Linked DNA regions of Sus scrofa: region 2 is linked to region 1. The links are chromatin contacts, called in public HiChIP or PLAC-seq maps. All regions are on one chromosome and are shown on one strand. The core of a region is the stretch at or near the end of the contact, and the rest is flanking DNA. Distances in the headings are between cores, read along the strand shown.

Region 1 (4,035 bases), core at 142-2,641:
GGCTCTTCAAAACAATACAAAATTTCCATACAAAATTTTCAATTATTTGTTCTAGATCTATGAAAAATGTTCTTGGTATTTAAATATTGATTGCATTGAATCTGTAGATTGCCTTGGGTAATACGAACATTTAAACAATATTAGTTCTTCCAATCCATGGGCATGGTAATGAATCTTTCCACCTGTTTGTGTCATCTTCAGTTTCTTTCATCAGTCTTACAGTTTTCTGAGTACATGTCTTTTACCTCCTTAGTTATATTTATTCCTAGGTATTTTATTCTTTTTTATATGATTGTAAATGGGATTGTTTTTTTAATTTTTTATGTGCATTCTCATTTAAATCCCATCAGACAAGGTGACCACAGGTAATAGTGATGGTGATGGTGGTCATTTTAGTGCAGGAAACTTGTCCCTAAAAAGAGTAGAAGTAATGCCCTTTGAAATTAAATGATGCTACCTACTATATTCCTCTCTTATTTTATTTTACTATCATGTGTGTATCCTGTTGTTTCAGATACCTAGCGAAAGCTAACATTTTAATAGGTCTTTTCTTCTTATAGAAAATTATAAGTACCCTTTATAGAAAGGAGGGAGGCAAAAAAGTCTAAAGAAGAAAGGAACCATTTTCCCTAACCTTCTCAAGAAGTTCAGGGATTGAGAATGAAGCAAGGTCCAGGTACTACAAGGAAAACCCAACAGTGATTTGCAACCAGCCAACATCAGGTCCTCAGCCATATGAGCACAGAAGCCTGCATTTTTTAGCACATACTATGAAGCTTTCTCTTAAGATAGACTCATATTAGCCAAGCTGAAAAGTAAGCCCCTAAAAATGCTTCATTATTATTGACTAGATGGCCTCCAGTTCGGGCTGCAGCCCCTCTGTCTCCTCAAATCATGCCTCTTCCTCCCCGAGCATCCTTTGCTCCTGCCCTCGGGGTCCCCTTTTCCCCAGCACCACAGGGTCTTAGGCATCACATCTTTCCCCTGCTGCCCCCTAGGTCTGGCAGGTCCTCATCCTCCTGGTTCTACCTTCTCTCCTTGCTGTCTCCACGCTGCCCAGTCAGAATGACTCATTTGGTGTGTGATTTTCTGCCCAATAGCCTGTTTTACGTGCATGCTCAAGTCCCCACTCTCCATAAGCTTTTGGGCACAGGGACTGTTTCTGATTGCTCTCTCACTTTCTGCTTGGCCTCTTGTCCCCCCATCAGTGCTTGGCCTTCCCCATAGTCTCTCCCGACATTGGCTCATGGTGCGGCATTTGTGTTTTTCAGATGCATACCCAAACCACAAGTCTGCCTGACAACTTTTGATAAATTTGGATGTAGCCAGTATGAGTGTTTGCCAAGACAGCTCACCTGTGACCAGGTCCGAGATCCTGTTTGTGACACAAACCACATGGAGCACAACAATCTCTGTACTTTGTACCAGAGAGGGAAAAGCCTCTTATACAAAGGCCCGTGCCAGGTACTGTTGTTTGCCTGACAACCCAAGTGTGCTGAGCATGAAATGGGCTTATGATCTTTTTTATGAATCAGCAGTGAGACCCCTTGAGGGTCTCCTGTGAACCCCGTCAAATCTAGGGCACTCTGTCCTCCACCAAAAATGGGTCATCCCAAAGCTGGCTTTTCCTCCTAACACTGGAGGGCCCCCTTGCTCATGTGTAAGCCTTTGCACATCTATTGCAAGAAGAGAGTGGCCTTTTGCCACAGCCATTAGGAGAAGAATGTGAAGTCTCACAACCCAGGCATGAGTCAGCAGCATTTTTCACTTCCCCTAGTTCTGAGGGCCCTCGTTAGAAAGCAGCCCAGGAAGAATGTGAGGTAAAACAACCAAGAAAAGAGCTTTTTTCCACTCTTCCCACTGAAGTCCCACCCATAGTACTGAAAAGTAACTGGAAATTTTCTCTAAAACTTAATGTCTTTCATCAGTTTATCGTCCAGTCTTTTAGAGTTGTGAAATCTGTATTCATATTTTAAAATAACTCCAAGAACGATCCCACTGAGGCCTTCACACACTCCGCTGCTCTGTGTGCTGGCCCCTCTGTCCCCGGGGGGAAAGCCCAGCCTTGGGCCAGCACTCCCTGCCCACAGCCAGCTGACACCTGACGTGCTGGCTTCTCATTTCCTGGTCTTCATTGTCAGAAAATCCCTTCAGCTCGTCTGCCTGGGCCTTTTCCCTGCAGAGCTCATGTTCCAAGTGCCCTGATACAGTCACTCTGCATTCCCAGGCTTCTTTTCTTTTTATTCCCTCCTCCTGGCTTCTGGTTTTCTCTTCCATATTCCTGACCGACCTCATGGATCCAGAGTCTGTCTTCTCTCTCTGCAGATCTCCACTCTTCCCTCTCCTTATCCCATACCCTGCATAAGATGATAAGGCCTCTGCATTTGCATAAAGATTGGTCTTGTTTGCTTCAAACAGGCTCTTCTGTAATAATAGAAGTCTGGAGGGAGGGAGGATTTTTATCTCATATCAGTTCGCATAGAATGAGCACCCAAGTGCCCAAGAAGCTGAGAAAAGTAATCTCTTCAATTCATCTTGGGGCTGCTCTATTGCCCCACCCCACCCCCACCTCGTGTTTAGCAACCTCAGAACCTTACTTTAGAGGGTCCAAAAATTTACACTCTCTTTTTGCCTTCCCGAAAATGGGGAGACCTACTCTGCACTCTTGGTTAGGAAAAGCGCACCGTAGATATTTATAGACTAAACGTGCTTTGCTTGCCCTCAGCCCTTCTGCAGAGCCTCAGAGCCCGTCTGCGGGCACAACGGGGAGACCTACAGCAGTGTGTGTGCTGCCTACTCGGATCGGGTGGCCGTCGACTACTATGGGCCCTGCCAGGCCGTCGGGGTCCTCTCTGAATACAGTTCTGTTGCTGAGTGTGCTGCTGTGAAGTGTCCTTCGCTCTCAGCGACCGAATGCAAACCCATCATCCCACCCGGTAGGCTGGCGGTACTTGGGGTGGGGCAGGGGTGGGATTGGGAAGATCTGCTTATCTGTCTCCAGAGAGTGAGTCACTGAGAAGAGAGTTGACTAGCTTCTTGAAACTTTTCAAAAAGTCTTGACTCCACCTGATGCTGATTAGATGCATACTCTGGGCCAACCTTAAAAAGCTGTGGATTTATCTTAGACATCATCTGGTCTGGTGGTCTTAAAACAATATGGAAAGCTTTGTTCGGTCTTACCCCAAACACCAATGGATAAACAGCAACATATAAATGCTACAATTATAGTTATTAAAGTATAAAAGTGCATAATGTTTACATATTATATGGTTAATGAATAAAGAATTGGTAACTAATGAATGAATGAAGTAGTTTTGATAAATAAAAACATTTTAAATTGAGAAAAACAGAAGATAGTTGTTGTCTTCGATTGGCCTTAACAGCTAATTTAATTATTTTGGTTGCATATAATCCAGAAAGTCTTGTTTCATACAGGCTGATATAAGCGGTAACAATTTTTAAGCATCTTATCTTACAGTCTCATACTCTTCAGTTAAACAGGGGTGGCAGAAGAGACTGTATCTCAAGTCTGCACAGAACAGAATAATCTGGACTCTAACCAGTTTATTCCTCCATCCATGAGCTCAGCAAATGTTTCTTGAGCTTCTACTATATGCTAGACACCTTCTAGGCCCTGGGGACACAGCAGTGAACAAAACAAAGCCTCTTTCCACCTGGAAACCTTTGTTTTGTTTTGTTTTTGTCTCTCTCTCTTTTTTTCTTTTTCTTTTTTTTTTTTTTTGTCTTTGGGCTGCCCCCACAGCATATGGAGGTTCCCAGGCTAGGGGTCCAGTTGGAGCTGTAGCCGCTGGCCTATGCCACAGCCACAGCAATGGGGGATCCGAGCCATGTCTGTGACCTACACCACAGATTTCAGCAACGCTGGATCCTTAACCCACTGAGCGAGGCAAGGAATTGAACCTGTGTCCTCATTGATGCTAGTTGGGTTCGTTAACTGCTGAGCCATGATGGGAACTCCTGTTTTTGTCTTTTTGAGGGCCTCACCCGAGGCATATGGAGGGTCCCAGACTAGGG
Region 2 (4,060 bases), core at 1,345-3,844, 56 kb after region 1:
CAAGGAGTCAGGAAACCTGGGTCCCAGCCCTAGTTCTGTGCACTCAGAGGTGCACAAGCCTCTTTCCTTCTCTGGGCCCCAATCTATCCCAGTGCACAAGGTCTGGCACATGGAGTAAAGTCTGCTGGATCCTTTCAGGTCACCATAACACCTCCTAAGCCCAACTTTCTTCTTCCTTGCTTTTTTTTCTTTTTCTTTTTCCTTTTTTTGTTATGCCCGCAGCATGTGGAAGTTCCTGGGCCAAGAATTGAACCCATGCCACCACAGTAACCCAAGTTGCTGCTGTGGCAATGCCAGGTCCCTAACTCTCTGCACCATAAGGGAACTCCATAAGCCCAATTTTCTTAATTGAAGGAAGCATCTGATGAGAGACCTTCCTGCCCCTGTGTTCTGCAGCCTGAAAGAAAAACAAAGGGGCATGGCTGCCTCCTCCACCAAAGTGGATGTGGGGCAAGGGACTGATGAAACACCAGGGCCTGACCCATCCATCTCCTACTGGGTGGGCCGGCCAGGAGGCCAATGGGAGTGAAAAGCAAGAACCCAGCATCAGCACCAGGAGGCTTCATCCTCCACGTGAATTGCCGCTGCTTCTGGCCTCTCCTCTCCAGACCTGGGCTGCTGAAGCAATTAGAGCTCACTTATCCTCATAGGGAGACAACAGACCTGGTGGGACCCACCTAAGCCACATAGCTAGTTTGTGGAGGGCTGGAATCTAAGCCTTCTTTCCTCAGAGAAAATAGAAGGTCTTAGCCCTGTGCAGACACATATCTCAAGAGTCAGAGTGACTCTAACTCATTCAGGCATCAAGGTGAACAAATTCAGCATGCAAAGGTAGGTACTTTCTTTCTTTCTTTTTTTTTTTTAAAGGCTGCACCTGTGGCATATGGAACTTCCTGGGCGAGGGGTCAAATCCAAGCTGCAGCTGACGGCCTATGCTACAGCTACACCATACGAGCAGCATCTGCAACCTACACCACAGCCTGCAGCAATGCTGGGCCCTTAACCCACTGAGCGAGACGAGGGATCAAACCCGCATCCTCACGGATACTCTGTCAGGTTCTTAACCCACTGAGCCACAGTGGGAACTCCAAAAGGTAAGCACTTTTAAATAATTTTCAAATTACCAAATCCCCCAATAAAGACAAAGCTAGGTCCGAAGTGAAAGGATAAGGGAAAGAGTGAATAATAATGAGATCTTGACTGCCCCAAGGGAGGGGAAAAGCTTACTTTCCCCAGGCTCCAGTAACAGGCGCGTTTTTAGTAGGAGCGCTTAGGATGGCCTGAGGGTCAGGAGCAGGGCGTAGGGCCGCGTTGGAGGGGATCGAGGGCGCGGGCCGAGCCAGGCCTCTCTGCAGGTGTCGCCAATGCGACCAGCGTCTGCGTGTTGAGCCCCTTCCCAGGAGCTCTCTAAAAGGCTGGTCCTGGTAGGGCCTGCAGGAGCCGGCCCTCCTCCGTGGGAGGCTCCGGCTAGTCCCTATCCCTTCCTGGGCACAGCCGCGCCCCGGGAACTCGGGGAGCCCCACGTGTGCTCCGAAGGCGGGGGCGCAGTGCTGCGGGAGTCTGAGCCAGCCAAGCCTGCGAAGAAACCAACCCGCGGACACTGAGGGGGATGCCCCCAGTCCCGATGGCTCCTCTCTGGTTGCCCGGCCAAGCGCCTGCCGTCTGAGGCAGAGTACCCACGTCTGGAAAAAGGGCACAGGTGTGTTTTGTGGCGATCGTAGGAGGCCCAGCCAAGGGAATCCCAGGGTCGCAGGGGGCGCCTAGAAGGGGTGGCAGCTCCGCTTCTTTCTTCCGCTGGACCCGGGCGGGGCCGCAGGCGTTGGCGGCGCCCCGGCTCCCAAGTGGGAGATGACCCTCTAGCGCCACCGCGTGGCCGGAGGAAGAGCAGGGAGCCTGCCGGGAGGGGACGGGGGATGCTAGGTCTCAACTCCAGGGAACAGAACCAGGTAAACAAGTGTTTACAAAGGGAGCAGCCAGGAACGCCAAAGCTTGGCGAACTCATGTAATAATAACGGCAGCTAGCGTTTTTGAACGTTTGTTTCGAGCCAAACGCTCTGATTTAACACTTCGTCATTTTCTCTTGTAACACAATCCTTAATAATCTTTAAAGGGGGGGGGGTACTATGATGATTCCCATCTCACAGATGAGAAAACTGAGTTTTAAGGAGAAAAAGCAACCTGTCCAAGTCCACACGTGATGAAGAGAGCTGACCCATCACAGCCCCCAACATTTTACAGGCTTGGAAATGTAGAGAGACTGTCCGGTTTTCAGGGAATACTGAAATAATCAGGGCTTCCAACCCACTCCCATCCCCCGGGGCAAGGATAACACTTGCATTTTTGCTCCAGTGACTGGCCTCTACCTCTCAGTTTTATTTATTTATTTGATTTTATTTATTATTTATTTATTTATTTTGGACTTTTTGCCATTTCCAGGGCTGCTCCCGCAGCATATGGAGGTTCCCAGGCTATGGGTCCAATCGAGCTGTAGCCGCCGCCAGAGCCACAGCAACGCGGGATCCAAGCAGAGTCTGCGCCCTACACCCCAGCTCACGGCAACACCAGATCCTTAACCCACTGAACCCACAACCTCATGGTTCCTAGTCAGATTTGTTAACCCCTGATCCACGACGGGAACTCCTACCTCTCAGTTTTATAAGGAATGTTTTCTGTGGACCCAAAGGTAAGAAGCCATAGAACAGAGCTCTCTTTCTCTGATACCCAGGGGCCTTGGCAGAGAAGAGAGCGTTGGGGCTTGAGAATCAGAGACAGAGGAGCTGAGTAGTTCGGAGTGTCCTGAAAGGTGGGGAAAGTGCTGCATTACAGAAGGCCTGGGTCCCAGGCCCTGCTCTGCTTCTGACTGGCTACATGACCTTGGACAAACCCCTTCTGTTCTCCGAGCCTCAGTTTCCCTCCTGCACAAAGTACATTCTTCTAGATGATCTAATAATCCCTTTCCTTCCCCCAGCCTCCCTCAGCCTCCCTCCACCAACTCCTGCCCAAAGTGGCTCTGGCGTTCTAGCAGCAACGGTGAACTATGGCTGAGGGTCCCAGGTGGGAGTTGCGACCCATCTGCGTGTCCTCCTGAGTTCTGGACCCCAGCACGCGTCCTGGCCTTGGCAGGTCAGGTCGGGGCCGTCGGAGGGGAGAAAAGCCCTGTGCCTCTGAGAGAGGCCTGGGGTGGGGGGGTCGGCATTGTGATGACCTCGTCCACTCTATGACATCATCCTCTCTCCCACCCGCCCGCCTCCCTGCTCAACTGCGCTGCAGACAACCATCCATCTGAATCCCAAAGGCCTGAGAAAGTCCGTTCTCCAGTACCTGCTGCTGATCGTCTGCCTCAGCCAGCAAGAAGCACCATGAAATTGGAATTCACCGAGAAAAACTACAACAGCTTTGTGCTGCAGAACCTGAACAAACAGAGGAAACGCAAAGAATACTGGGACATGGCCCTGACTGTGGACCACCACGTCTTCTTTGCACATCGCAACGTGCTGGCTGCCGTCTCTCCGCTGGTGAAGAGCCTCATCTCCAACCACGACATGAAAACCACCGATGAGCTCTTTATCACCATCGACCCCAACTACCTGAGTCCGACCACGGTGGACCACCTCCTAGACTACTTTTACAGCGGCAAGGTGGTGATCTCCGAGCAGAACGTGGAGGAGCTGCTTCGCGGGGCCCAGTATTTCAACACCCCCCGCCTTCGAATTCACTGCAATGACTTCCTGATCAAGTCCATCCGCCGTGCCAACTGCTTGCGCTACCTCTTCTTGGCCGAGTTGTTTGAACTCAAAGAGGTCTCGGACTTGGCCTACTCCGGCATTCGCGACAACTTCCACTACTGGGCCAGCCCCGAGGGCTCCCTGCACTTCATGCGCTGTCCACCTGTCATCTTCGGCCGCCTGCTGCGCGATGAAAACTTGCACGTGCTCAACGAGGACCAGGCTCTCCAGGCACTCCTCAGTTGGGTATACTTCCGGAAGGATGAGCGGGAGAAGTATTTCAAGAAGTTCTTCAATTACATCAATCTCAACGCCGTCTCCAACAAGACGCTGAT

The links. HiChIP or PLAC-seq counts read pairs in DNA pulled down with a chosen protein or histone mark.
Region 2: an H3K27ac HiChIP or PLAC-seq map of skeletal muscle shows a contact between it and region 1. The contact joins the promoter of CCIN here to the enhancer-like site in region 1. A contact is called at or near these places in 1 of 5 promoter capture datasets (fetal liver), 23 of 47 Hi-C or Micro-C datasets (adipocytes, adipose tissue, alveolar macrophages and 13 more) and 2 of 2 datasets of contacts at active chromatin or transcription factors (alveolar macrophages and skeletal muscle).

What each region holds. Positions count from the first base shown.
Region 1 is chr1:236,890,065-236,894,099 of Sscrofa11.1, forward strand. RECK (reversion-inducing cysteine-rich protein with Kazal motifs) reads left to right here. Exons shown (of 21, transcript XM_021065979.1): 17 at 1,272-1,464; 18 at 2,726-2,936. Among named protein-coding and RNA genes, the nearest start is that of GLIPR2, 28 kb to the right of the region's middle. Within about 2 kb of position 1,392, at least 55 of the 83 cell types and tissues checked have an H3K27ac peak or open chromatin away from gene starts, as enhancers often do. A contact at or near this core is called in adipose tissue, alveolar macrophages, brain and 9 more, where this site is marked.
Region 2 is chr1:236,945,277-236,949,336 of Sscrofa11.1, forward strand. CCIN (calicin) reads left to right here and starts at 2,595. Exons shown (of 1, transcript XM_003121999.6): 1 at 2,595-4,060. The coding sequence starts at 3,360.